6 separate regions of the Mus musculus genome follow, and regions 2, 3, 4, 5 and 6 are each linked to region 1. The links are chromatin contacts, called in public HiChIP or PLAC-seq and promoter capture Hi-C maps. All regions are on one chromosome and are shown on one strand. Each heading gives the region's core, a stretch centred on a gene start, on an enhancer-like site or on the middle of the called end of the contact. The rest is flanking DNA. Distances are from core to core; before and after follow the strand shown.

Region 1 (4,635 bases), core at 1,384-3,883:
AAATTTGTGAAGCCCTTTTCTGTTTGTAAGTTTCCTGTTTGATACAGAGTACAGATCAGATGTGACTCCGTGTTCTAAAGCAGCCTGTGGCTACGCACACATGCGCAGTTTATTACTTACAGCTCCTCTCCAGGTTTGGCTTTCTTGTCTGACACCAGATAGACAGTTCCAAAACTTCCACTGCCAAGTTTCTGCTGAAGAACATATCTTCTTGCAATCAAAGCGGTCGGGTACATGGGGATGACTGTGGGTCTTCTGCCCACACACTTCGCAGTCTCTTGGAATTTCAGCATTGCTCCAAACAAGATAAAACTGGCTTGTTCATTCACAGAAACAACAGTTGGGCATCCGAGCTGATGTTTGAAAAGTCAAACGGGAAGTGTTGATTGATGCCAGATATATGGGAACTCCACAAATCGTGTCTAAAAGCAACTACAAGATTCCCACAAAAAAAAAAGTATAAGCTTTTGGCAATGATACCTGCAGTGTATCTTGTGTTATCACACCAGCTAATGCTCGTGCTCTCTCTCTCTCTCTCTCTCTCTTTCTCTCTCTCTCTCTCTCTGTGTGTGTGTGTGTATGTGTGTGTGTATGTGTGTGCATGTGTTTTGTAGGATGAAAGGAAATACAGTAAATTCCAGAAGGCACTCTCTCATAGAAAAAGAGCCTTCCTTATACATGCAACTTTATCACAATAGTTTAGAGCCACATTTTTACTGACTCCTGAAATGTGTATTTGTTTTATGATTCATATTTTGTTAGATATTTATACTCCCCATCGACTTAAAAACCAATGCGAACCCAGGGCCATGGCTTCCCCTAATGCACACATAGGCCAACTCCCTGGTGATGCTTTCCTCCCTCTCAGTCTGCTTTGACTCAGCACAGAGTAAATTGGGGTTAAACCCTGATTAGCATATTCTGCTTCCCTTTGCTTTTTGCCCATGTCAACTTTAAATCACAGTTTTGGGGTGTCTGTTTGCTAGACTAGCTATGTGGAAGGATATCAATTCAGTGCCCCCCCCCCATCTTAAGCAAGATCTGATTCCATTTCTATTGTACACACTGGGTACAGAGCTATCTCCTGGATTAGAAGTAAGGACATGCACCTCAGACCTAAGACTGCGTTTTAAAGCTAGCTGACTCTAAGTGTAGTACAGGTGAAGCCACAGTTCCTGAGGGAGCTATGAAATGTTATGAATGGCAGAACTGTCCCATGAGAAAGTATTCCACAAAACACACTCTTACTCCATTCCATCAAAGTGTTGAATGTTTTATTGAAAACTGTGCTTTTGTTTAAAATCTACATGAAAATAGGACTTTACGCTGAATACTATGTACACCTTGGCATTAGGTTTTCATATTCAGCAATTCTAAAACAACGAGAAAAAAATAGTGTTATAGTGTTGACCTGTGGGCTCAACATTTACCACAAAACCTACAAGGACACTCAAACAGAAAAAAAAAAACTGCAAAACATAAAACCTATTTGTAATTTTGTCTTCTTTAAATAATGTACTAATCTGTGGTTTGATCTAGTCCCAGTGAGAGCAATGCCCCTCTCCTCAAGGAAACGTTACTAAAATCTGCAGAATCTAAAGAATAGGTCCTAAAAGGTACCTTCTGTTTGCTTCTTTGACTGGCATAAAAGTGGTGATTTCTAGATAAACTAGGCTGTTCAAAAAAAAAAAATGGCCTCTCTGTCGCCTTTCAGATCACTAATAATAATTCTCAATGTGGAGAGGCGATTAAAGTCCCCACTTAGTAAAGAGCTGAACTCAAGATGGAGGACCAAAGCTTCTATTTGTAATGGAGTAATAAACCCAGCAGTGTGTGAGCAGCCTCTCCAGGCTCATCACACAGAATCAGCTCTGTCGCCCTCATCTCAGTTGGTATCCATGGAATGTACACACACTGCAGGCTGGATCTGAACCTAGGGCAGAGGATGAACTTGGGTGCTAGGGACACAGGTTATGCTTGTATCCCTGGGGCCTAGCTAACAGCTGACATACAGTTGTTAGCAAACGTTTGGAGAGCGAAGAAAGATCCAGCATACCAAATGTGACCCAAAGACAAGTAAAGGAAAGAAAACATAATAGGAACTAGAAGAAAGCTGAGAGACGCCCACTTTGTGCTAACCATCCCTGGGGTACCCATCCCGCTGGGGCAGGTAAAGAGAAAGTCAAGTGTTTACCGATGGTAAGAACTGAGTGGTTTATGTCCATGTCAAAAAACCCAAAAAACTAGGAAGCTGTTTTGACCTGAGGTTCTGCTAACTAAATCTGACCTGAGAAGTAAACTCTAACCCTGAGGTAAAACGAAAAAACTTGTCTCTTCAACAAATAAACCTTAAGTTTTTCGCGGAGCGCGTGAATGTATATCGAGGAGCAGGGCGCTTAGTCTCCCGAAGGGGAATGCGGTCCAGGGGCTGTGGGACCCGGCTGCCCGAGAGATCCACTTTCATTACCTTTACAGGTCCCCAGCCTGCGGCGCCCGGCCAAGCCTCCGTCAGCCTAGAGCTCGCTGCCTCGGAGGGCGTGGTTGTTTAACATCGTCGCCACGGAGACGGCGCGGGGGCTGCTGGGAAGTCGACGTTCCGGCGTCCAATCCAACGGAAGCGCGCCGGACCCTTCGAGGCGTGGCGAAGCGAGCAGGGTGAGGAGGCGGCCGCAAGTGTGAGAGGAATGGCTCAACCTCTCACACCAAGTTCCCACCACCCGGCCCGAAAGCATTTTCTCCTCCAGGGAGAGCCCTCAGCTTCTCGGAGCCAGGCTTCCCAGTGACGTCGTTCGCAGCACTTCCTGTTTCCGCTCGCGGTCTTCCACGCACCCGCGGGTCTGCCGTTTCTCCCCGGGATCCTACCTGCTGCTGCTGGTGAAGTGAGCCGGCGGTCGGGCGGAAGCAGCCGGCGGATCCGGAGGGCAGGAGCAGGTTGAGGTAGGAAGATTGGTGGTTGAGGAATTAGATCCTACCTTTTCCTGCCCTTTGCTTGCATTCCTTGAGCTACTTCGCTCAAGGTCAAGTCATTAGTTTACAGTGAGTTCGCAGAAACCACATGACAAACCGGGAAAGACATGACGATTCAGAATTAAAAAGTGTTGAGATGTTGGCCGAGGTGGATCTGAGGTGAGATAAAAAATCAAGTGCAATAATGTAAGCTGATACCAAAGGCAAAAAATTCAGGAGGATGCATTTTTTTATGTGGTAGCCCCACAAAAATCAAAATGCAAAAATTCCAAGGTTGGCAAAACTTTCACGATTTTAAACACGGGCAAGGCTGGCAATAGCATCGTGCTAAGCGATATTTGAAGCCAGAGGCGAGGGGGGAAACCAGTAATACTAATCCTATGAGTTGTTAGCCAGATAGGCCATTAGTAAGGGGGTGTAAGAATCCAGTTGAGGTTGAAATTGTATACTTGGGATCCTAGAAGCATAAAGCTGTGTTTTTCCTTAGCTCAAACTACTCTCCAATGTACCCTACACTCAAGACCTGTAACAAGGGTCTAGTTATCCATAAGGAAAAAAAAAATTGGCTCATTATGTGTCTTATGCTGGGTTGTCATTTTTATAGCTTAGGACTTTTGGCCTTGACCCTCACAAAACAGATTTCTTCCTTTATCTCTATATGGGCTGCCATGAGGTGGTGTGGCCTAGATATAAGTTCTGTCTTCCACCTCCAATAATCCAATCAAGCAAAGTTCCTCAACAGCGTATCCTGCAGTTTGGGTCTTGATTGATTCTAGATATACTCAGATTGACAACCAAGAATAGCCATCAAAAAGACCAGCAATTGATTTTTTTTGTTTGTTTCAACAGGGATTTCTGTCGATCATCATGGGTATTCGGGGACTAATGAGCTTTGTGGAAGATTATAGTAATGAATTCTTCGTTGATTTGAAATTGCGGAACACAAAACTTATCATTGATGGCTATTCTCTCTTCCACCGACTTTGCTTCAATTCTGACTTGGAGCTCAGGTATGGAGGAGACTATGATTTATTCGCAGATGTTGTACAGAAATTCTTTGAATCACTGTTTGTGTGTCATATTTGTCCGTATGTTGTATTAGATGGAGGATGTGACATTTCAGATAAAAAGCTGACAACTTTGAAGGATCGAGCAAAAGAGAAGATCCAAGCAGCCCGTTCCCTTTCTCTTGGTGGGGGTGGGAATGTGTGCCCCTTACTCATCCGAGAAGTGTTCATACAGGTTTTGATCAGGCTTGAGGTATGTTTCGTACAGAGCTTTTCAGAAGCAGATCGGGACATTATGACACTTGCCAATCACTGGAATTGTCCTGTGCTATCATCGGATAGTGACTTTTGCATTTTTGACTTGAGAAGTGGGTTTTGCTCACTGAATAGCTTCCAGTGGAGAAATCTGAACACTATTAAAGATACACAAGATTACTACATTCCCGCCAGAAGCTTTTCCCTCAATGCATTCTGCCATTACTTCAACAACATGAACAAAGCTCTACTACCTCTCTTTGCGGTGCTGTGTGGAAATGACCATGTTAACCTGCCCATCATGGACACATTCATAAGTAAAGTACGTCTACCCCTTAGTTCTAAGGGGAGGAGATATCACCGAGTCCTGGGACTTCTGAACTGGTTGTCTCATTTCGATGACCCC
Region 2 (4,635 bases), core at 929-3,428, 940 kb before region 1:
GATGAATGTGCTTGTGTACCATAGGAGCAGGCAAAACTGTGATCTGAAACCTTCCCCTTTATTTCTAGACTCCTGCATCGAAGTGGTTGGGCTCGTGGGTGAAGATGCTGTTTTGGAGTGAGTTCATGCATACTTTAAGAGCTGACTCCGTAGCACCACTGCAGGTCTTTTCCGCAGTGAAACAGCAAAGGCAACCTCAGGATTCTGCCGAGACGCCCTGGGAGCACCTCTTACACCTCCTGTTTACACAGCCTTTTTAAAGAGAAAAGTGATACCAAAAAGTAATTTTTATGGTCAATATACACCTGACAAACTCAAACCAGACATTATTTTAAATAGAATTTTAAATTGGTTATTTAATTTATTTACATTTCAAATGTTGCCCCTCTTTTTGGTTTCTTCTCTGCAACCCCCCCATCCCATCTTCCCTCCCCTTTGCCTCTATGAGGGTGCTCCCCCACCCACCCATCATACCTGCCTCACCGCTCTAGCATCCCCTTACACTGGGGTATCAAGCTTCCACAGGACCAAGAGCCTCCTCTGCCAATGATGCCAGATATGACCATACCTCATACATAGGTAGCTGGAGCCATAGTTCTCTCCATGTGTACTTTTTGGTTGGTGGTTTAGTCCCTGGGAGCTCTAGGTGGTCCCACTAGTTGGTATTGTTGTTCTTCCTATGTGGTTGCAATCCCCTTCAGCTCCTTCAGTCCTTCCCCTAACTCTTCCACTGGGGTCCCAGGCTCAGTCTTATGTAGTAGGTAGGTAGTATCTGCATCTATATTGTTCAGGTGCTGGCAGAGCCTTTCAGAAGACAGCTATACCAGGCTCCTGTCAGTAAGTACTTCTTGGCATCAGCAATAGTGTCTAGGTTTGGCGTCTGCAGATGGGATGGATTCCTAGGTAGAGAGGTCTCTGGGTAGCCTTCCCTTTAGTCTCTGCTCCAGTTTTTGTCTCTACATTTCCTTTAGATAGGAGCAACTCTGAGTTACATTTTTTGAGATGGGTGGGTTGCCCCATCTTGTAACTTAAATATCATTTGATGAGGTGATACTATCCCATTTTTTTTTCAGAAAAAGAAAGGTTCTAAGATTTAGATCTGTTCAAAGTTGTCCCTCTAGGAAATGGGCAAGGTGTTCAAGCAGGCCTTTTGCACTATATTGCTGGCCTACTCTTAGCAAAAATTCCCGAGCCATTAATGAGAGGAGAGGCCCTTGGTCTTGCAAAGATCCTATGCCTCAGTATAGGGGAATGCCAGAGCCAGGAAGCAGGAGTGGGTGGGTTGAGGATCAGGGGGAAGTAGGAGATAGGGGATTTTCAGAGAGGAAACTATGAAAGTGGATAGCAATTGAAATGTAAATAAAGGAAATATCTAATTAAAAAATAAAAAAATTCCTTCTTCCTCCTCCCACCCACCCTTCTCTCTTCTCCCTCCTCCCTTTCCCCTCCTCCCTCCTCCCTACATAGGATACTTCTGTCCCTATTGTTTCATTTGAAAACTTTTCAGTGTGAGTCAGATTTTCTTTTGACTTTAGAGCGCACCCCAGAGACTAAGTAGCATCATAAAGGATTCATGAGGAAAACAGCAGTGACTGTGTGAAATCCTCCACACCTCACAGGCAGGATCTGCTTAACTGAGGGAAGAAAAGCCCAGAGACAGACATTTTGTTTACCTCATAGAAGTGTGGCATTTTCAGCCCGAGGCTACAACCAGAATTAAGAGTTTAAAAACCAGCTACTTTAGTTTCTCTCTGTCCCTGTCTCTCTCACACACACGCATGCACACGTTTTGTCCCTAGAAAAGAAACGAATGCAGGGACATATTTTAGGAAAAAATATCAGTCTATTTTACAGAACAAAGAATGAGGATTCTGGGGTTGCAGTTTTTTGAGAATTGTCCCTTAGGGATTGGACCTTCCTTTCCAGCCAGTTGAAAACAAGAAGAGTGGGATAGGATGCGCAGAAACTCCTCAGCCTGCAAGATGTCTACCCCTGAATTATAGCTGCTTAATAAAGCTGTTCTTGGGGCCTTCATTCTCCATCTAATTTCTCAAAAACCTTTAACTCTATATGAAGAACTAAGAAAGAACTTCTGGATGAGCACAAGAGCTGCCAGATGTCCCGGATATTGCTTAAATATGCCAAAGGACCATTGCGTAACAGGGATCCCGATTTTTTCCCCCAACCTTCATGGAAACATCCCTAAAGCAGACTTTGGGTAATGCCCAGTAGATGGTGCTCACCATCAACTTTGTCAAAAAGACGACTTGAGCTTTGACAGAATTACTCAAATGGGATTTGGTTTGGACTCAGAAACTTCCAGAAGTAGTCTTTGAAGTAGTCCAGAAGTAGTAGGGCTTTGTAACAGAAACATTTGTACCCCTTACTGTCCCTCCCCCAAATCATAATTTGAAAAGCAGAAGGGAAAGTTGCCTGTCTATCTATCTGACACCGTGTCTCTCTGTCTGTCTGCCTCTCTCTCTCTCTCTCTCTCTCTCTCTCTCTCTCTCTCTCTCTCTCTCTCTCTCTCTCTCTCTCTCTCTCTCTCTGTAACTCCCAAATCTTTCATAGTCCTAAGAGGAACCAAACGCCCATTTAGAGAAGGATGTGTAACCTTTCCCAGCTACTGTATACAATGGGCTCCCAAGAGATTTTTATTGAAATCATTTGCTTTGAACTCAAAAGTCCCCTATGCCTTAAAATGTTTTCCCCCAGAAATTGTAGTGAGGTGGCAATTAAGACCTTCTTAACCCTTGAGGTGCCTGAAGTTCAGAGTTTCATTCAGTCTCAATAGGTAGTATGTATGCAATGGTGTTCCTGGAGAAACATCCTGATTTCTTCTCTCAGTGAGCTGATAGGGTAACTCAGCCAGCTGTTTCTATGGATTATAGAGGGGACTCCTGTGAATGTTATTACTCTTAGGTGGGCAAGGGTGGAGAGTTACCCTTGGGGATTCTTTATCTTGCTCCCTATCCAGAACTTTGGGCTTTGTTACGTTTAAACCACAAGTTCTTTTGCTTAAACCCAAATCTCCTGTTGTATCTACAAGTTTTTTCAGTAGTTATGTAATCCCATCTTTTTCAGGTAAAGGTTCATAATATATTATCATGTTCTAAACACAGTTTTTTTTTTAATTATAAAGGATAAATGGGTGGGGGATACTCAGAATTTAATTGAGGGGATAAAATCAGAAGAAAGCATCGACACTGGGCAAGTCCCCAAAGTCTTCTGGAAATAGTGTGTTATCAGAAAGTTTTGGGAGTCTCATCAAAGTTGCATCTGTTAAAGGGGAGATTGGAGTCCCTTTTTTTGGGGGGGGGGTTCTAAGTCTCTTTAATAGGAAAATTTAGGAATAGGTTCAAAAGGAAGTCCAAGAATGATTTCATTAGAAACTCTAGCTGTACATCTCAGCTGCTGACAGGAGGAGGAAGGAAATGGAGAAGAGCGGGCGTGGAAGCCTTGCCATTTGAACTAAGCTGGCATGGAGGTGACTGTCAGACTGGCAGTTAGATGGTGGGGAGGTGGGGAAGCTTCAGAAAGCAAGCTATGGAAGCCAGAATGACCAGAGAAAGCATGTTTAGACTCTGGCCAGCATCCAAAAGAAAAGAGAAAAGCCAGAAGATCCAGAACCTCATGTGGCTCATAGGGACTGTGGTGGTTTGAATAAAAATGGTTTCCATAGGCCCTTAGGGAGCAGCACTAGGAGGCATAGCCTTGTCAGAATAGGTGTGGTCTTGTTGGAGGAAGTGTGTCACTAGGGGTGTGTTTAAGGGGTCTAAGGAGCTCAGGTTCTCACTGTCTCTTCTTGTTGCCTATGGATCCAGATGGAGATCTCTTAGTGATCTCTCCAGCACCGTGTCTGCCTGTGTGCCACCATGCTTCCCACCATGACAGTAATGAACTAAACCTCTGAAACTGTAAGCCAGTGCCAAGGAAATGTCTTCCTTTATGAGGGTTGCTGTGGTCCTGGTGTCTCTTCAGAGCAATAAAATCCCAAGACAAAGGCTGTGTGAGGGGAAGAATTCTGGGAAAGAAAAACATATTATCTAATCAAAGGGGTAATTATTGTTACCTCTTTAGTATTGAATAAGGTGGACCCAGCTTTCTGAGGAGCACATTTCTCTTGGCCAGGTGACCCAACTAGATTAACTCTTAAAAGAGGATACAGTGGCATGTCTCCATTCAGAGCTTAGGAGGTCAGGAGGCAAGAGCTTTCTCTTAATGAGCCTTAAATGCTGCTGTTACTGTGCATCATTTGATTCTCCTGAGATGAAACACGACACCCTTTCTATATTCAGGCCCTGTCTGGTCTAAGCATAGAAACGAGTCTTTAATTTGGCTCTCAAGAATATTCTGATGCTACAGGATCTAGCTGAGCCATCTGATTTTACCACAAAGCACGTTCTCTGGTCTTTGATAATTTTCAGAGGAACTGAAACACTAACATTTAGTTGTTTTAAAGAGACAATAATTCTCTGCTAATAATCATCTATTGCTAGGTGTGTATAAGAGACATCCTGATAGTATTTGCTTCCCCCTCTTTCCATTTAATTTAGAGTTTCCTCTCCATGTATTGTTCAGGGTAGATCCTATGTTGTCATTTGTGTGTGTGTGTGTGTGTGTGTGTGTGTGTTT
Region 3 (4,635 bases), core at 1,198-3,697, 900 kb before region 1:
TATGCAGGATGTCTGATATGCGACCCCTGTGAAAGGGTGACCCTCAAAGGGATCGTGACCCACAGGTTGAAAACCACTGCTCTAGGTTTTTAGACGCCCCCTCCTTTTGTAGTCCAAGATGAACTCAAATTTGTAATCCTCTCGCCTCTCTGCCCTCCAAGTGCTGGGTTACAGGCTTCTGCACTATCCCACTCAACTTAGAAGTTATCTCCCTTACCTCCTTAGTCCCAGAAACTTAATATTTCTTAAAATATTTTTCATTTGACAATGCTTTACTCCAGGTCTCATTTTCAGTGTATGCATATGTGGTGTGTGTGTTTTGCCTGAGGAAGTATTACTTTCTTGTGTGATACTTATGAATATTCTGTCCATAGCGATTAGATTTTCTTTTGCCATACAACTATGTATGCTAACTAAATGAATACCTGCACCCTTATTTTAGATAAGAATGTTGGTGCTGGTAATTATTTAAATTGTATTTCTTAATATTCTGCAACTTCTATACTTTATGGGTTGGCTTCCAGCTGATACCGTTTCTACATTTTGATACATTTACTTCTCTCTCTCTCTCTCTCTCTCTCTCTCTCTCTCTCTCTCTCCCTCTCTCTGTCTCTGTCTCTGTCTCTGTGTGTGTGTGTGTGTGTGTGAGTGTGTAGGTCAGAGGACAATTTTTGGAAATCAGTTTTTCCCTTGCACCACATGAATCCTGGGGATGAAACTCAGGTCATCAGTCTTGGTGGCTGTCACCTCCCCCCTCTGAGATCCCCAGCCTGAATCCCCAGCTGATTTATCCTCAAACAAGTATTTGCACACATCAACTAAATTCCTCCCGTTGCTATTTTACCTCATGTTGGAGAAAACATTGCTCACGTGTCGAGGTTTTCTTTTTTTAACCGCTTGCTGGAAGTGGACGTGACTGCTGCTGATTTATGGATCTGCTTGTTTATTTGACTGCTATTAAGAGCAAAGCAGGAAGCTTGCAGTCTGGATGGTGATTTAGGAAGATAATTATCTTTAATTATATTTCTGAGGATTTGTGTCTCTTTCTGGTTGGTAGTTCCTGGAATTTCTCAACCTAGTCTAGGGCTAACCTGGAATCCACAGCACAGCCGCTCATTGCTCAGCTCCATTGACAGCAGAGGCAGAGCGATGGGCTGATGGAGATGCCTGTGACACGTGGCCTTCTCCTCACACTGGCCAAGGTTTTCTTTCTCCTGTCTGTCCGTAGCCACGTACTTTATTCTGTTAAGCTGTGGTGCACGTTCAGGACTTCTGTGATAGAACAGTCATTTGTGCTGGTCACCTTTTCCTCTGAGAGCTGGGGATAGTCCTAGGGTCCCAGTGGGCACTTGGTATAGCTTGGAGCTCTTCAGTAGGGTCACAGTAGGAAAATATGGCTGAGTGTTCAGCTAACAATACTTCCTGTGACCCCTGATGGTCACCCATTTGGTGGTGGTGAGATCTTGACTCAAAGTGACTGTCATTATTTTTACATCAATAGTTCTCTGTCATCCCTTTTAAGCATTAACCCCTTAGACCCCATGCAAGCCTGACTCTAGTCACTTGGACTCCAGATTCCTGGCTTGTCCGTGACCTCCTCAGGCCATGCACATGATCACAGCAGCTCCTTCTCTTCTTTTACTTTTGTTTATTTTTTTTTCATGAACTATTCTCATTTTTGCTTTTGTTTTTTTAATCCATGACTCTACAATTCCCAGTTACCTTCTCTAACAGATTAGATATCTGTTACCAACCAGTGTCTAGGGTCCTTATGCTCAACCTGGTAGACACTGTGGGTAGCACTTCCCTGTGTTGAAAGCCTTGAATCCTTCCCTGCCCTCAGTTTAGCAGCTGGACTGAATGACCCAGAAACTATAGAGCTGAGAACCAGAGACCAATTGCTTTAGGCTTTAGAAGCCAGAGCCTTACTGCTTTTGGCATTTGGGTATAAGACTGATTGCTCTAGGCTTGAACTTTCAATGGTGTTGGCCCTTGGCAGCTATGATAATTCTCACCAGTGAATTGTAGAAGCAGACTATTAAATCTGAGAATCATTAGAAAAGATTAAGTCTATGATTGTCTAGTTAAAGCAAACTATATTTTGAGGTGCACCCAGGACTGGCCAACTGGCTGTCTCACTTTATGTCAGCATTTGAGAGAGCAGCCCTTGCTGGCTTCTTGAAGTCCCTTCTATAGGAGAGATAAGATGCTCACAGGAGTGAGTGTTGGCTGTTATACATTGCTAGAAAAATTCAGCAAGGAGGAAGCAGCCAGGTTAAGGTTGAGAATGGGGTCACAGGCAGTTTACACCATATATAAGAAGCAAGAGCTTATTCTTAATAGAAACCTTAATTTGCAAGGACTTCATGAAAAAGAAACAGGAACTTATTCTTTAATTACAAACAGAAACCTTAGCCTACACAGGACAAAGAGGAACTTCTCCACTTCCTCTTCCTCCTCCTCTTAAATTATTTACTTATCTTACATCCTAATGGCAGTATTGCCTCCTTCTTCTCCTCCTAGTCCCCCCCTCACATCTCCCCTTCATCCACCCCTCCTCCCCTTCTCCTCAGAAAAGAGGAGCCCTCTCATGCATATCAGCCATCCTTAGCACATCAAGTTGCAGTAAGATGAGGCACACCTTCTCCTAGACGCTAGACAGGGCAGCCCACTTAGGGGAAAGCGAACCAAAGGCAGGCAATATAGTCAGAGACAGTGCCTGACCCTGCTGTCAGGAGACTCTCATGAAGACCAAGCTGCATGTCTGTTACATGTATGCAGAGGGCCTAGCGCCATTCCATTCATTCTCTCTGGTTGGCAGTTCAGTGTCTGTGAGCTTCTCTGGGCCCACGTTAGTTGTTGATTCTGTGGGTTTTCTTGCGGTGCCCTTGGCCTCTCTGGTTCCTTTTATCCTTCCTCCCCCTCTTACACAGGATTCCCCAAGCTCCACTTAATATTTCGCTCTGGTCTCTGTAATCAGTTGCTGGGTGAAGCCTCTCTGATGACATTTATGCTAGGCACCCATCTGCAAGTACAGCAAAATATCATTAACAGTGTCAAGATGGGCTCCCTCTCACGGCACTGCTCTCAAGCTGGGTCAATGGTTGGTTATTCCCTGAACATCTGCTCTATCTTTACCCCTGTACATCTTATAGGCAGAAAAAATTGTGGGTCTAAGGTTTTGTGGCTGGGTTACTGTCCCAATCCCACTGTTGGAACTCTTGCCTGGTTACAAGAGGACAACGGTTCAGGCTCCATTAGGAGTCTTAGCTAGGGTCACACTCATAGATTCCTGGAAGTTTCCATTGTATTAGGTTTCTAGCTCATCCCAGAGATGACCCCTTATCAAGGTGTCTCTCTTAGTGCTCTCTCCCTCCCTCCTCCCCCAAGTCATCCCTCTTGGTCCCATCCATCCCCTCTCTCCACCCAGTCCCTCTCTTCTACATACCCCTGATCTCTAATTTGTTTCCCCTTCTCATTACTGAGAAGGTTCAAGATTTAAGAGCTCTGCCTCCCCTTAGGCCATCCCCCCCACCCCTTGTTACTATGGGTCTGTGGTTTGTATCATGGTTAATTACAAATAGAAACTTTGACTTGCAAAGACTTAAAATAGGACACACAGGAACTTATCCTTAACTGTCCTAGCTGCAAACAGAACCCTTAACCTGCAGTGTATATTGTTCTTGTTTTGGTCTCCCATCAACATCTTGCAAGGTATATTGTTCCTGTTTAATGTCACAGAGGCACCAGCCAGATGCTGCAAACATCATCTGGTAGCATCACAGTTATCAGACAGGCCATGGGCACGAGGATCTTCAATCCACGGCAGCAGTGGTTATCACGTAGCTTTCTCAAGGTGCCTCTGGCGTGCTCAAAGCATCTGCTGCAGGCAATGAAAGCTGCCCAGTGTGGGCTGCTTGGCTGATAATCCTTTATTTGGGCAGACAGAGTACTGGAGAAGGACCTTACAGTTAGGTTTCCAATAGGGAGTCAGGCTACCTGCTGCAACATCTTAGCTTATTTAAAGGGAAAATAAGCATTAAAAGGGGTGCTTGGAATAAAGATGATATTAGCATTGACAGTGATTTCACAGCTTTTAATAACATTCTAACAATCCCTGACTCTTGACTTGATGCACTAGGGAAGAGCAGTCCCCTCTCATCTATCTCATATCTCTGCGTACATATACATCCCTGGAAAATATAGTAAATTGTGTGTCTGTGTCCATGAGTCTGTGTGTCCGTGTCCATGTGGTGTGTGTGTGCGTGTGCGCATGTGCGAGCGCGCATATGTGTGTATATGATGAAACACTATAGCCTTCATTATGATTTTTGTTTTACTCACTCAGCATTAACTTTTGGAGATTTAGCCATGCCCTGTGCACATTTAGTCTATTCTCTCTATTTCCAGGCAAAATCCACAGTTTGAAGCTGAGATTTAGCTTTCCACTTTTCCTAATGATGAATAAATTAGGCTGCATCTGATTCATTTCTTGTTTCCAAAACAGAATCCTGATAAATAGTCTTTTTGTCCCCAGACAAGGACTCCTTTAAGGAATGAAAGGGAAGGATATACACTCTTGTTTTCATAGTCTACACAGCCTACCTGCGCAGGCTCATAATTCCAGATCCACTG
Region 4 (4,635 bases), core at 1,507-4,006, 890 kb after region 1:
GCAGGGTGGCCCTGAGAACCACCTACAGTTCTCAACTGTGCTCATTAACAACATGTATAACAATATTCAGAACTCCTCGCAACTGTATCCGTTCCCTACCTCTCCTTCCAGCAAGGCTTCTTTGAAATGTGTAGATCTCTTCAATCTCTCCTGTGTAGTCTACATAATAGTACATTGTTGGGGACTGGAGAGATGGCTCAGTGGTTAAGATCACTGACTGCTCTCCCAGAGGTCTTGAGTTCAATTCCCAGCAACCACATGGTGGCTCACAACCATCTGTAATGGGATCTGATGCCCTCTTCTGGTGTGTCCAAAGACAGAGACGGTGCACTGATATAAATAAAATAAATCCTTAAAAACAATACATTGCGTATGCATACATTCCTATATACACATATTTCCATGTACCTTATTATGTAAAGGTAAGAGATCTGGAAACAATGTTAGCAATTAAGATTGGAATCATGTAACTAGAGTTATAGATCAGATGGGACCTTGCTTTGCCTAGCATGCATAAATCCCCACCACTGTGTAAACCAAACAAGATGGTATAAGCCTGTATTTCCAGAACGGAGGCAGGATCATCTGAAGTTCAAAGCTTTCTTCGGCTAATGCAGTGATCTGAAGGCCAGCCTACATGAAACCCCACAACTGCCGAAATACCATTCAGGCTGTAAAACTCAGCACATGGATAGCACCGCCTGCCAAAACTAAAACAATTACCTAATTCGTCAAAGTCCAGAGATATGGGAAACTCTCTAAATGTACTAACCTTGCTTTTGGACTTCTGTGGTTTCTCTTCTGACTAATTGTTCATGTTAAGTATGTCAATCTAGAACATGTTTTTTTTTAAAAGATTTATTTTATTTATTATATGTATTTATGTATTATATGTATATACTGTAGCTGTCTTCAGACACCAGAAGAGGGAATCAGGTCTTGTTACAGATGGTTGTGACACACCATGTGGTCGCTGGGATTTGAACTCAGGACCTCCGGAAGAGCAGTCAGTGCTCTTAACCACTGAGCCATCTCTCCAGTCCCCCAGAACATTTTATGCTTAAAAGCTCACCCTGAGAAAGCCTTGCGGCTACAATGGGATCTTGAACAACACCCAGTGTAGTTGCTGGCTGGCTAATAAAGACTTTTTATTGGCTTAAATCCGTGTCTTAGCAGTCTCCTCTGGTGGCTACCCCACAATATTCTTAAAAAAAAGAAAGAAAAGAAAAAAAGCAAGGCAACAGAAAAAGATTAGTGGGGCTGGTTTAAGGTTACTTGGGACTGGGTTTCAGACCCAGCACCCACGTGACAGCTCACAACTGTTTGCAACGCCAGTTCCAGGGGATCCGGCGTCTTCATAAGACATCAGACATAAGTATGGTACATATACATACAGGTAGGCAAAACATTCCTACATATGACATTCCTAAAAAAGTAAAAATAAAAAGTCTGTGGCTGCCAGAGGAAGGAACGCTAGGACCACATAGAGAGACCTTATCTGGAAAAGCAGCAAACTGCTACAGCTTGGGAATTTCCTGAGAGGCAATTCATTTTGACATTGTAGGAATATACAAACGTGACCATCATGTTTCTGGCATGGGGTGCTCGTGACACACTTATTGACAAGAGAAAAACTGAAAACTGTTTATGGGAAGGCTGGGAATTTGTGAGCACCTATTTTTGTCTTGAGACTTTCACCTTGCCTATGTTAAATTAGCTTAAACATTTCTAATGTCAAGGTACCAATTCTATGCCAACATAGTTAAAATAGGATCAGATATAGATCCTGTATCTCTCATCAAAACACTAAAAGAATTATTTTTAATGGTGTGTGTGTGTGTGCCTCAGGAGACAAGAGGTGTTGAACTGCCTCAGAACTGGAGTTCCAGGCAGTTGTAAACCATCTGACATGGGAGCTGGGAATAGAACTTTCGTCCTCTGGGAGAACCATATACACTCTGAACCAATGAATCATTCTTTTAGGTCCAAATACACTCCCCCACACGCCAGTTTCTGAGTTTACTGTCCCTGCAGATTTAGGGACACAGTTTCAAGCCTAGGCATGTGGTAAGAAACCTCAGGACACAGCCAGATCCTAATTAGTGTTTTGAGTATGGACAAGTTGGCCGGCCCAGGAGAGATGATGGATGGAAGGTTCTTGAATCTTACAAAACATCCAGTTCAGGTCAGATGCACAGGTCACTCTGGGCTTCGGCTGCTTTCATTGCAGAAGGTGGAAAAGGACGGCCTCTGGTGGTTCCGCCCGACGATTGCTTCTTTCACCTTTTTTTTTTTTTTGGAGCTAAGGTCAGGCTACGACCCAAAGCCTTCTTAAGGCTAAAGAGTTCCGAGCAAGACGGGCCGCAGTCACATCCCCTCTTAAGACAAACGCGGAGGCAGGCCCTCGGAGTAGACGCATTTTTCCTGAGGTCACCCAGTAGAGAATTAAGAATTGAACATATGTCTTTCTGCACCATGGTTCTGACTCTTGAATGACTCCATTTTTTTTTTTTTTAAATAGACACTTAGGAGTATTCGCAGGAACGAACCATTCTGGGGTCCCAAGGCGCTAATAACCTGGTTCTCCATGGCGCCTTGATCGGACGTTTTAAGCCAAGAGCAAGGCCAGTCAGTATCCTCCTTCCGGGATACTTAAGCCTGTCACTCATAATGGTAAAACTCCGCCCGCCCCGGAGCATCTCGGTAAATGTAGTTCTACCTTTATTAAGACTGTGGGGTATAAGTGCTATGTAGAACTTCATTTCCCCGATGGCTGCGCGCTCCGTTACCTGAGCTAGAGCTGAAGGGCCGAAACCTTCATCTAAGATTTTTTTTTTTAAGTTCTTAGGAGGAAAGTGTGACAGCGAACTGAGGCTTTTGGCTGCTCGGCGGGTCACCTCATCTGGAAGAGCGGGAGGACAAGAGCTTGACGCCTATCGAACGACCCGACTTCCGGTCGGCGGACAAAAACCTAGGGCGCTTCTCCTTTAATTGCGGTGGGCGGGACGCGGCGACGCCACCGGCGTTGCTATTGGTGGCGATTGGGGGCGCGGAAACTGAACTGGCACAACTGCCGACCCAGCTATCTCTGGCACTTGGGGCACAGCTGGTCCTACCAGCCCGCTAGCCCCGCTATGGCTGCTCCCAGCCAGGTAAGTCCCTGGATAGTGAGCACCTGACTGGTTGGAACAATGGCCGCGAGAGAGGCGGATGGTGACGCGGGGTTCTAGGGTGACCTCCTCATCCAAGGTTACGGGGTGGATCCGGGCATTGACTTAGCACCCCAGGTGCCAGGCTAGATGTTAGACCACCAGGACGAAGAAATAAGTCTCTGCCTCTGGAATGTACGGCGTATTGAGGAAGACACCATCAAGGCCCGACCCTTGTCGTGGCCTGGGGCGAGCCTCGTAAGCTTGGCCTCTTGTGAGCAACAGGTCTTTTTTGGAGGTGACATCCTTTTCCAACAAGTAGAAGCAGTAGGCCATCGGGATGCCTGGGATAGCGGAAGCCTGCAGTGTGTCCAGGGCTCGATTCTGACCCCTCCCCCCACTCCAGAAAAGGACTTCAAATTGGTCCTTTAAATAAGAATTTGCTTCCACAGGGCCAGGTGGTACCTGATGCACCTGAGAAGACTTGGGTAGAAATAGAAACCAGACTTTTGAGTGCCGATTTGATATTCTGTTTACATTTAGCTCCACGCAGATTTTAGGGGAAACTGTTCAGGGAAGAAGGCATTGGGAAGGGGTGTCACTGATGGAGTCAGACCTGAATCTGCTTCTGCCCACTGAGCCTAGGATGGACACTTCCTCACCCTTGTGTTTCTGAGAGGCTCTGGTGAGGACAGGAGAGGGAATGAGCCCTTGCTCCTTAGTTGATTCTTACCCCTGAACTACCAGGCCATCTGTTAAAAGGCGTGAACCTGCAGGTGTGCTTGGGGGTGGAGCTGGGCACTGGGCCTCACCTTTGTTTGGGGTAGAGCTTTGTGGAATAGCAATGGCTTCGCTGTATCATAGAAATATCCTTTCCCAAGCTGGGTTCCTTGGAGCTCTTCAGGTGGTTTGGTTGTGTGTGTGTGTGTGTGTTTTGTCGTTTTGTTTTTTTTGTTGTTGTTGTTTGCTTGTTTTGTTTTTAATTTTTGGTGTTTGAGGTGGAGGGAGATAACTTACTATGGTCTTGGCTCTCTTGGAATTTACTGTGTGGACCAGGCTGGCCTTGAACTCACAGTTCCACCTGCCTCTGCCTCCCAAGTGCTGGGATTAAAGGTGTTTGTTCCCCACACTGGGCCCATATTTGATCTGTTTGTTGTGGATTTATTGATTCGTCTGATCGTTTGTGTGGTTGTGTGTTTGCTGATCGTGAACCCTTCCTTGCTGTACTCATTTGTCCTAGCAGTTTATAGTGGATTCCTTAGAATTTTCAACATACGAGATCATGATTTGAGTGCTTTTAACGTCTCCTGGTTATAGGAAGAGTCTTAGTTCCAGGGAGGACCTGTTATCTCGTTATAACCATTTGACCTTGCTTTTTTTTTTTTTTTTTTTTTCCAGGAGGACCCCTCACTGGAGAGACATTTTAAGGGCCACCGAGATGCAGTCACCTGTGTGGACTTCAGTCTCAACACCAAGCACTTGGGTA
Region 5 (4,635 bases), core at 689-3,188, 810 kb after region 1:
GATATTCCAGAAGAGGGCATCAGATCTCATTACAGATGGTTGTGAGCCACCATGTGGTTGCTGGGATTTGAACTCAGGACCTTCAGAAGAGCAGTCGGTGCTCTTAACCACTGAGCCATCTTGACAGCCCCCTTTTTTTAACCTCTTCATTTGTTGACAAAGTCCCATGTAGTCCAGGCTGGCCAGGAACTCACTATGTAGCCCAGGCTAATCCTGAAACCCCCACCTCCCTCTCTCTCTCTCTCTCTCTCTCTCTCTCTCTCTCTCTCTCTCTCTCTCTCTCTCTCCCTTCCTTCTTTCTTTCTTTCTTCCTTCCTTCCTTAGCCCAGGCTAATCCTGAAACACCCCCCCCTTTCTTTCTTTCTTTCTTCCTTCCTATTTACTTATGAGACAAAAATCTAACCATGTAGACCAGGATGGCCTTGAAGGCCTTTGCTTCCTTAGTTCTGGATTATAGTTATTTGCCAACATACCTGATTTATGTAGTGCTAAGGATCAAACCTAGTACTTCACACATGTCACGCAGGTTAGAATGATCTATCAGCTGAGCCAGCCCAAGGATGCCATTTGAACTTGAGTTCTCTCACAGATTTGGGGTGTGTGTGTGTAGTATATACATACACTGTGTATGTTAGAGTACAATGTGGAAACCAGAGGTGGATGCCAGCCAGTCAGCCTCTATTGCGCTTTCTCTCTCTCTCTCTCTCTCTCTCTCTCTCTCTCTCTCTCTCTCTCTCTCTCTCTCTCTCTCTCTCTCTCTCTCTCCATTTGGCTGGGTTGGCTGACTAATAAGCAAATAAGCCCCAATAGGTATTGGCCTGTCTCCTCAAACTCCCTCTCCCAAGGTCCCCAGCCTCCCTGCACAGTCCAAGGGGAAAGCCAAGTGTCTTCATTCTGTTGCCGGGAATCTGAAATTATATGCTAACTCAGCACTTTACTGACTGAGCCATCTCTCATTAAGTTATCTATTTTTTAAAGTTTTTATTTATTTCAGTAAAAAAAAAATTTTGGTGTGTGTCTGGGTGTTTGGCCCGCATGTATCTATGTGCACAATGTCCGTGTCTAATCCCAGGAGGCCAGAAGAAGGAACAGTTGTGTCATGTGGGTGCTGGGAACCAAACTTGAGTCCTATGCAAAAGCAGCTAATGCTCTTGACCACTGAGCCATCTGTCCAGTCCCGTTTATCTATTTTTTAATAACAAGGTCCAGGGTGGAGAGATGTTTCTGAGGTTAAAGAGTACTAGCTGCTATTCGGCCGTTAGTCTGTAAGAGCAGTAGGAAAGGCTGCTGGGAATAGAGGCAAGGTCATTAGGAATTGGGAAGTTCCTCAGGTTGACTTCCAGTCCTTCCACCACTGGGTCACACTTAGCACATGCACCGTCTTTTTGGAAAACTTTCCTCAGCCTTGTTAGGTCACCTCGGTCTCTCCTACCGTATTCCTTCCAAAATTCATTTCCTCCTATGGCCATTCACTTTCTCAGCGTTGGGCTCCAGACACCGTGCACCTGATGACTGGTAGGAAATCAGTACACACACACACACACACACACACACACACACACACACACACACACACACACACACACACACACACATACACACACACACACTCACACTCACGACCACACACGAGCGCGTGCCCACCTACACTGAGATCACCTCACCATCACAAACGGGTACGCCTGGATCGGCCCTCACTCTCAAACCTCCTCCGCGGCAAGCTCACAGCCCCTCCCACGCCCAAGTGCGGATCCGCCCACAGACCTCCAGGATCCTGGCCTACAAGGGACCACCCACACAATCCCTTGGGGCCCCTTCTTGGCCATGAAGGTGGTAGCGGCCGGGCACTGGGCCATCCGGACCCCGGCGCCCGCTGCGCGCACGCGCGGCACCAATGCCCGCCTCTGCCGGCCTCGCCCTCCGGGGGCGGGGCGCGCTGGGGGCGGGTCCTGCGGCACCGCCCGGGAAGCTGCGCGAGGCTCGGTGCCGTCGCCACATCCTCCGGAGCTCTGGGTCCAGGCGAGCCGAGTCGAGCCGGGCCAGGACCAAGAGGAGAACTCCGACGGCACGGGCGAGCCGAAAGCTGAGCCATGGCGCACCAGACCGGCATCCACGGTGAGGGCGGATGGAGGGCGGACAGGGGCTCCGCCGCGCTGGTTCTCCGCGCTAGGTCCCTTCATCCTTCTCTTCCTTGTACCCTCCTGGGAAGCTTCCTGTTCTCTTTTGCAACCGCGAGTCCCTGGGATGGACACGTCTTGGGGCAGAACAGACTGTTGTACATAGCTGGGAGTGGGTGCACATGGATGCACACAGCGAGGGTGGAAGTATCTTGTGTACCCAACTGGGGGCGGATGTGCCTGTGTATACTGGTCTGGGTATTTTTGTTCTTTTCTGGAGGTGGGGTGTACCCGGATGTGCACATCTGGAAAAGTGTACATGGGTGTACACATGTTCTCTGTATACAGTCCAGTATGTGCACATCTGGATGAGACTTGGTTATGCCTGTCCAGGCTTCTTCGTGTGCATGCACTAGTGGCTGGTTTTGGACACTCTAGGTTCCATCTCAGACATCAGTGTTTCCTGGCTGCACGCACAGAAACTGTGGGTATCTGCATGTGTGCACAGTTCAGGCACATCTCAGTATGTGTGTGTTAGCATGGGTGTTTGCATGGGTGTCTTATGACTGACATGGGCTTATGTGTATGTGTGGAGAGGGTAGCCTGACCTTTTCTCCTTTCAGGACCCCTAGACTCTTGCAGACTAGGTTGGACAGAAGCTGGAATGGAGCCCTCCTTCTTAAGTAGAATGGGGAGAACTGCACATCTGACCTTGGCCTCTGACTTCTTCCCTTTTCCATTGTGATCTCTCTATCGCTGCTCCAGCCAGGCCTGCAAAGTCCCAACTTCAAGCTGGAAGCAGGGGAACGGGTCAGGATTCAGACTTTATAGGGGAGCTCCTGCCTCCACCCTCATCTACAGGAAGCTTCTACAGCCCAGGGCGTGACACCCATAGCCCCCCTCCAGGGCCCCAGTTTCCTCCTTGGAGAGACTTAAGAAAGAAGCAATAGCTGGGAGCCAGGTATTTTGTCCCCATTTGTTATGGGCCTGGAAGGGCTGCTTCCCTGGCCAGTAGGGAAGGCCAGGCTGCTTGCCCAGACAGCTTGTTGGTTTGGCCATCAGCCACTCCTACCACCACATCATGATTCCCTGACCAGGGCTACCACCATCGACCAGCCTGACTGCCGGAATCCCTGCCTGCGGTTGTGGCTGCTTGGTGGATGGACAAGCCAAGAGACTTTCCCTGCCCTAGCCCATCCCCATCCTGTTTGTCCTGAGCATGCAGGGACCTGGATCAAGCCTGGCCACCCACAGGTGGGCCAGCCTCTCCTAGAGATGGAGGAGCAGGTTTCTTGAGTCAGCCCCAAAGAGGGGAACTGTCAGGGTAAACTGCTGCCTGGCCTGCCCCTTCCTTCCTCTTTGTCTGGTCTGAGCTGCTATCTCCAAGAGGGAGGAGGTGCTACGAAGTTTTACACACACACACACACACACACACACACACTGCTTACAGATCCTGTGGCCAAGGCTCTGCCCTATCCCTTCATTCCCTATGAAGTGAGACAGGCCTGCCCAGGGGAGCCTCCCAGTCTCCTGCCTATGAGGATGTGCACCTTCTTTTGTGCCTGCTGGAAGTGGCAAGAAAGACCACCATGGAGGATCAGGTGCCAGCCTTGGCCAGGCCATAGGTGTAGGCCTGCTGACCTCAGAGTGGGGCCCAAGAGGGACAGTAACCTGAGGCTTGCTAGAGTTGGAGGTGGGCAAGGTGGGGGCGGGGAGGCATGAATCTTTGATGAAGGAGGCTCAGATGTCCCAGGCCTGGCCTCTAGATTATTGATGGTGACTGGGGAGACATTGGGGTGGGGTAGGAAGAGATGTCACTTTCCCTGCTGGCTTTTCAGTATGCCCTGGTAACAGTAGAAGGGGCTTGTCTGCCTCTTCCTCTGGGGAGCTTCTTAGCCTCTCTCTCTCTCTCTCTCTCTCTCTCTCTCTCTCTCTCTCTCTCTCTCAAGGTCTAGGCAGGTAGGAGGATCAGTAAAACACAGCTCCCTTAAGATTTTTTTAAAAATGTCAGCAAAGTCCAGTTCCTCAGCTCTTTCTCCCACACACCACAGGCCTCTGAGTTTGAGGGAATTAGCTGTGTTTTATAGATGAGGTTCAGGTTCAGAGAGGTCAGGGGTCACACAGCTAAGGGGAGCTGGGGCCCCAAAGATCAGGCTTAAAGCTTCAGGCTTCTACTCATAGAGTTAATCAGTTGTGCATGCCGAGCAGTGGTGGTGCATGCCTTTGATCCCAGCACTCGGGAGGCAGAGGCAGGCGGATTTCTGAGTTCAAGGCCAGCCTGGACTACAGAGTGTGTTCCAGGACAGCCAGGGCTACACAGAGAAACCCTGTCTCAAAAAAATAAAAAAAAAAACCAAAACAAAACAAAAAAATCATTTGTGCATACCCAGTGGGGCTACGTCCCCTTGTGTACGGTACCAAGCCATGCTTCTGTCCCCAAGGAATTGTTAAGCTGCTAGGCCCCTGGCCACACAGTGACCTTCGTGCCTAAGGTTCAAGCATAAGGTCACTCTGCAGG
Region 6 (4,635 bases), core at 833-3,332, 570 kb after region 1:
AAGATTTTATCGAAAGGACCCAGATGTAGCTATCTCTTGTGAGACTATGCCGGGGCCTAGCAAACACAGAAGTGGATGCTCACAGTCAGCTAATGGATGGATCACAGGGCTCCCAATGGAGGAGCTAGAGAAAGAACCCAAGGAGCTAAAGGGATCTGCAACCCTATAGGTGGAACAACATTATGAACTAACCAGTACCCCAGAGCTCTTGACTCTAGCTGCATATGTATCAAAAGATGGCCTAGTCGGCCATCACTGGAAAGAGAGGCCCATTGGACATGCAAACTTTGTATGCCCCAGTACAGGGGAACGCCAGGGCCAAAAAGGGGGAGTGGGTGGGTAGGGGAGTGGGGGTGGGTGGGTATGGGGGACTTTTGGTATAGCATTGGAAATGTAAATGAGCTAAATACCTAATAAAAAATGGAAAAAAAACTGGCAAGTGCTAAACCAGAACACCACACACTTACTGCATCCAAAGAGAGGGGAATCTGGGGGAGACCTGCAAAGAAATCGGTACCAAAAAGAAGATGTAGGCTTAATTTAATTAAACCACTAAAAGAAAAAGTATGAAATCAAGAACTGACCACAAACTATATGTGTGCCTTTGTTATCAAATATTTAATGAGGTGGGTTCTGGGCAAGGATGAAAAGCCAGCTCATCTGAAGGATGATTCAGAATCTTGGGGAATTGTGTTTTTACACCAATTCCTTAGAAGTTCCAGGATGCCCTAGGGACCACTAAGAGGTCTCAGCTAGTAAAATGGCTTGCTGCCAAGTCTGAAGATATGTGTTCAATCCCCAGAGACTACTTAGTGGAAAGAGAGAATTAAATCCCACAACTTGTCCTCTGACCTCTGAATGTACACACCAGTGACACGTGTGGACATACACACACACACACACATTAGGAACTAATAGTGTACCTATTTATTCTACTTGTAAACTATAAACCAAAGTATATACGTAAAAATAGTATATTTTGCAACTGTGGGTTTTTCTTAGAGATTCTGTTCAGAATTCATAAACTACATCTCTTCCAAAATTTCTAACCAATCAGGCTAGATAGACAACATCAGCAACAATGAAAATTAACTTCTGAAGGGCAGCTGAGCCCTGAAAACCAACATCCACGTGGGCTAGGAAACCCTGCACCTAATTAACAGGCTTCCACCACTGAAGCTGAAGCGGGCCTCAAAGTGGAGATTCTGAGAGCAGCTAACTGGCTCAGGATCTTCGCTGGAGTTCCATACACACTAGAAACTTAGCAGTGTTTGTAGAAGCTCTGGGTGCTGCTTTGAGGAAATCTCACAGGGCAGTTCAGAGTTTGAGGCCAGACACCAATTCCCACGGTACAGTTTATCAGATCAGTGTGGAATCCACCCACAGTACACCCACTGCTCTCTATGAGGGCTCTCTACATGAGCCTTAGACATCAACAGGCTGACTGAATGATAGAGCAGTCCGGCACACACCGTCCTGGTCCGCAGACCCTCAGATACACATTCAGCGGGTCTAGGTTGGAGAGCCCCCAACCGCACTCCCACCGAGCAAACATTTCCAAGATGCTTCTAAAAACCTGGAAACCACACTGCATTGAGGTCCTCTTCCATTCTAAGAGTCAGCCTCTAGGGCAGTGGTTCTCAACCTTCCTAACACTGAGACCCTTTAATACAGTCCCTCATGTTGTGATGCCCCCCTCCACCATAAAACGATTTTCCTTGCTACTTCATAAGTGTAATTTTTTTTAATAACTGATATGCAGGATATCTGATAAGCGGCCCCTGTGAAAGGGTCATTGGACACCACCCGGAGGTGGGAGGAGGGTCACAATCCACAGGTTGAGAACTGCTGCTCTAGGGACCTCAGTTTCCTCTAGTGACAATATTCTCCGAGCCTCGATTCTGGAACCCAAGCAAAATCGGCAGAGGAAGAGAGTCTCCTTACACCCTGAATCTCAGGCTGGGAGCCCTGCACCCCACACTTACCAAGACTTCCTGGGGTCCCCGAGGATCCTGGGGCAGCCCGCAGTGCAGCCCTGTGTCCCCTTGGAGCATGCACCTCGCTGCTGGGTTCCTGCTGCTCCGGGGCAGGTGCTGACCAAGCACCAGCAGCTCTTTTAAGTCAGCGCTGACTCCCGCCCTGCGCCCTTGGCCGGGCTTCCCCCCAGGGACTCTCTAAAGCTTGGCAAACTTCAACTCCAGCGGTCAGAGGCCTCCAGCTGTCTTTTGGCTTGGCCCACTGTACCGGTCTTAGGGAAGCCGCATGAACTTGGCAAGGCAGAGTTTCTCAGAAATCCACGACCATCTCAGCTGGCTGAGAGGTCACTGTGGCTACTGGGGCTGAGGAGTCACTTTATGGCTCCGTGCTCTGCAGTTCCTCCCAGCTAGTTAGAAGGAAACCAGAGAAAATCTCCTAGGAGGGCCATGCCCTACGGAGAGCAGGATAAAGAGAAAAAGCTAACCTCCGGAGCAGCCGCAGGTTTTATCCTGGGATTTCTGTAAGGAGAAGGGGGCGAAGGGTGGCAGGAGCAAAGGTGTGCTTAGCAGGTCTGAAAGCACGGCTATCCTTACTTAGTGTTAACATTGGGCTTTTGTTTGTCTTTCCTGGACATGTATGGTGCTTGAGATTTCACCTCACCACACATCAATATCAGACACCTGCTGGAGATATTTGCAATGATTAAAGCCTATCCCGAGAGACTAGGGCTCTCCCTTGCTGAGCAAACACCTCCAGAACACTCACCCCCACCCCTGCCCCAATATTGCCATTGCTTCTGATGTTAGAAAGTTTCCATGTGTGTCCCCACAAAGAATGAGGTGGGGAAGGGAAATGAGATTGGAAACCGGATGACTAAGATTTTTTTTTTCTTGTGTCGTTTCCTTTTTTACAGAGAGAACACAAAATTCTGTAAACCAATACCCGTTTTGCTTTTCATTAATAAGAAAAATTTATTGTGTGCGAGTAAAATGGTTTGTCCCCAAAGAATGTATCCCTTCTGCTCTGAACCCACTCACTACAGAGTTCCAAGTGATCTGCGCAGGGTGTCCCGGGTTCCTGAATGTGAGTGTCACAGCTTGCTCTCCAGAGGACTCTCAGATCTGTCCAGGCTTTAGCAGTTGTTGACCACACAGCAAGCACAGAGTGACACCTGGGGGCAAGAATATTGGCAAGCCAGAGCTGGAGGGGAAAATCAACTTCTAACTCACCCTCACGGGTCCAAAGGGAAGCTCGGGCTGTTGTGAGTTCCCAGGGAGCAAAGATTTGCTCACTGGGATCCCCTTCTCAAGCAGAGTTACTTAAGCAAGAAAAGACGCCCACCTGAGCCAGAAAAGTCTCTAGGAAGTATTATTACGGGAGATTTATTTGCAACACAAGCGATACAATTATGATTTAAGTTTTACAATCACCGTATGAAATCAAGTGTCTTTGGGGATCTGTTGCCTTTTCTGGAGAAATCAACATTTCCTGTTTCCTTTTTTCTTCTTCTTCTTCTTCTTCTTCTAAAACTGAAACAAAGTTCCCCTGAAGAAACTGTAATGTAAACACATCCTATCTTGAGGATTGTATTCATTCTCCTAAACATACATTAGCTGAATTCAGACCCAAACAGTGGGATCTGGAACTCAGCGAACGAGCGCATCCAGGCAGGGAGAACACAAAGTCACAAAGTCGAGATTCCTAGCAAAGAGGAGGGACTCTGGCAAAGCTAAATTACTTTGCTAAATGGGGTTGCACATTGTCTTTTCTCTGGAAAAGAAGGAGGTGTTAAAGAAAGAGAGAGAAAGCCAGATTCTTCAAGTATAAAAAGGCTTTTACGTTTTTCCCAGACGTTATCATTACTTACACTTGCTGTGCGTTAACCCAGCCTGCATAGTGCCTGTCTTCTGCAAACGCTTTAAATGGAGAACTACAGCACAGTGGTAGATACCAAACTCTGCTCTGTGCTCCTCGGCCCCCACTGGGAAACATTGGTGCCGTTTAAAATCCGCGTTATCAGGAATATGCAAGATGATTTTGCATGCAGATGGCTTGAGTGGAGTATGACTTTCTCTATGACGCAATCAGAACTCTTAAAAGAAAGCAAAAAGATCAGGAAATGCTTTCTCGGTGTCACTTGGTCACGCCTGTGATAAATTAGATGGATTAATAACGGGCAGGAATATGGCTCCATCTGTAAAGTGTCTGCCGTAGAAAGCTGACCACCTGAGCTCCGATCCCCAGAACCCAGGAGGAAGCAGGCTGCAGGTGTCTTTAATCTCAGCAAACCTGGTGAGAGGTGGGAGGGAGGTAAACGCAGGAGAACCTCCAAAGCCTCGAAGGCCAGCGACCATGGCAAAGGCTCCGGTGAAGGGGAAAGAACCCAGAGTCAAACATGGTGGCAGGAAAGCCAAGCCCCAGATTATCCTTCGACTTCCCGCCCTAATACACATAAACTCATACACACACACTTTTAACATGAATAACAAATGTTTAATCATAACTGAAGCCAACCCACTCTCCTCTTATTATTAAATACTATTAGAATATAATTTGCTCTCTTCTCTCTATGCTTAAGGCACACTGAAAACAAGTATAGGTGACTTAGCCGCTTCCCCCAGGAAATGCTTGCTCCTGAAAGACAAGGCTGTAGCTAAC

Evidence for each region. Promoter capture Hi-C pulls out the DNA fragments that hold promoters and counts their contacts. HiChIP or PLAC-seq counts read pairs in DNA pulled down with a chosen protein or histone mark.
Region 2: a promoter capture Hi-C map of hippocampal neurons shows a contact between it and region 1, with 37 times the contacts expected there. The contact joins the enhancer-like site here to the promoter of Aste1 in region 1. A contact is called at or near these places in 16 of 39 promoter capture datasets (the 3T3-L1 cell line, 3T3-L1-derived adipocytes, the HPC-7 cell line and 10 more), 43 of 484 Hi-C or Micro-C datasets (CD4 T cells, CD8 T cells, the HPC-7 cell line and 26 more), 22 of 115 datasets of contacts at active chromatin or transcription factors (the 230-238 cell line, CD8 T cells, SST interneurons and 17 more) and 3 of 9 other capture datasets (adipose tissue, liver and macrophages).
Region 3: an H3K4me3 HiChIP or PLAC-seq map of bone marrow-derived macrophages shows a contact between it and region 1, with 6 times the contacts expected there. The contact joins the enhancer-like site here to the promoter of Aste1 in region 1. A contact is called at or near these places in 9 of 39 promoter capture datasets (the C10 cell line, cranial neural crest, embryonic stem cells and 4 more), 1 of 484 Hi-C or Micro-C datasets (bone marrow-derived macrophages), 13 of 115 datasets of contacts at active chromatin or transcription factors (acute myeloid leukemia, bone marrow-derived dendritic cells, bone marrow-derived macrophages and 8 more) and 3 of 9 other capture datasets (adipose tissue, liver and macrophages).
Region 4: a promoter capture Hi-C map of pre-B cells shows a contact between it and region 1. The contact joins the promoter of Poc1a here to the promoter of Aste1 in region 1. A contact is called at or near these places in 5 of 39 promoter capture datasets (the C10 cell line, cranial neural crest, hippocampal neurons and 2 more), 2 of 484 Hi-C or Micro-C datasets (CD4 T cells and pre-B cells) and 1 of 9 other capture datasets (liver).
Region 5: a contact with region 1 is called in a promoter capture Hi-C map of pre-B cells. The contact joins the promoter of Twf2 here to the promoter of Aste1 in region 1. A contact is called at or near these places in 2 of 39 promoter capture datasets (cranial neural crest and pre-B cells) and 1 of 484 Hi-C or Micro-C datasets (pre-B cells).
Region 6: a promoter capture Hi-C map of second pharyngeal arch cranial neural crest shows a contact between it and region 1, with 4 times the contacts expected there. The contact joins the promoter of Col6a5 here to the promoter of Aste1 in region 1. A contact is called at or near these places in 8 of 39 promoter capture datasets (the 3T3-L1 cell line, the C10 cell line, embryonic stem cells and 4 more), 1 of 484 Hi-C or Micro-C datasets (embryonic stem cells), 6 of 115 datasets of contacts at active chromatin or transcription factors (embryonic forebrain, embryonic stem cells, large pre-B cells and 3 more) and 3 of 9 other capture datasets (adipose tissue, embryonic stem cells and pancreatic islet).

Annotation. Positions count from the first base shown.
Region 1 is chr9:105,392,729-105,397,363 of GRCm38.p6, forward strand. It overlaps Aste1 (asteroid homolog 1), which reads left to right and starts at 2,634. Exons shown (of 5, transcript NM_025651.5): 1 at 2,634-2,937; 2 at 3,817-4,635. The coding sequence starts at 3,835. Nek11 (NIMA (never in mitosis gene a)-related expressed kinase 11) reads right to left here and starts at 2,559. Exons shown (of 16, transcript NM_172461.3): 1 at 2,468-2,559; 2 at 121-432. The coding sequence starts at 293.
Region 2 is chr9:104,455,628-104,460,262 of GRCm38.p6, forward strand. No RefSeq gene overlaps it. Among named protein-coding and RNA genes, the nearest start is that of Mir2136, 32 kb to the left of the region's middle. Within about 2 kb of position 2,179, at least 4 of the 459 cell types and tissues checked have an H3K27ac peak or open chromatin away from gene starts, as enhancers often do. A contact at or near this core is called in hippocampal neurons, where this site is marked.
Region 3 is chr9:104,488,449-104,493,083 of GRCm38.p6, forward strand. No RefSeq gene overlaps it. Among named protein-coding and RNA genes, the nearest start is that of Mir2136, 65 kb to the left of the region's middle. Within about 2 kb of position 2,448, at least 16 of the 459 cell types and tissues checked have an H3K27ac peak or open chromatin away from gene starts, as enhancers often do. A contact at or near this core is called in bone marrow-derived macrophages, where this site is marked.
Region 4 is chr9:106,278,305-106,282,939 of GRCm38.p6, forward strand. Poc1a (POC1 centriolar protein A) reads left to right here and starts at 2,757. Exons shown (of 11, transcript NM_027354.2): 1 at 2,757-3,152; 2 at 4,548-4,632. The coding sequence starts at 3,135.
Region 5 is chr9:106,201,170-106,205,804 of GRCm38.p6, forward strand. It overlaps Twf2 (twinfilin actin binding protein 2), which reads left to right and starts at 1,939. Exons shown (of 9, transcript NM_011876.3): 1 at 1,939-2,115. The coding sequence starts at 2,091.
Region 6 is chr9:105,958,561-105,963,195 of GRCm38.p6, forward strand. Col6a5 (collagen, type VI, alpha 5) reads right to left here and starts at 2,083. Exons shown (of 41, transcript NM_001167923.1): 1 at 1,986-2,083.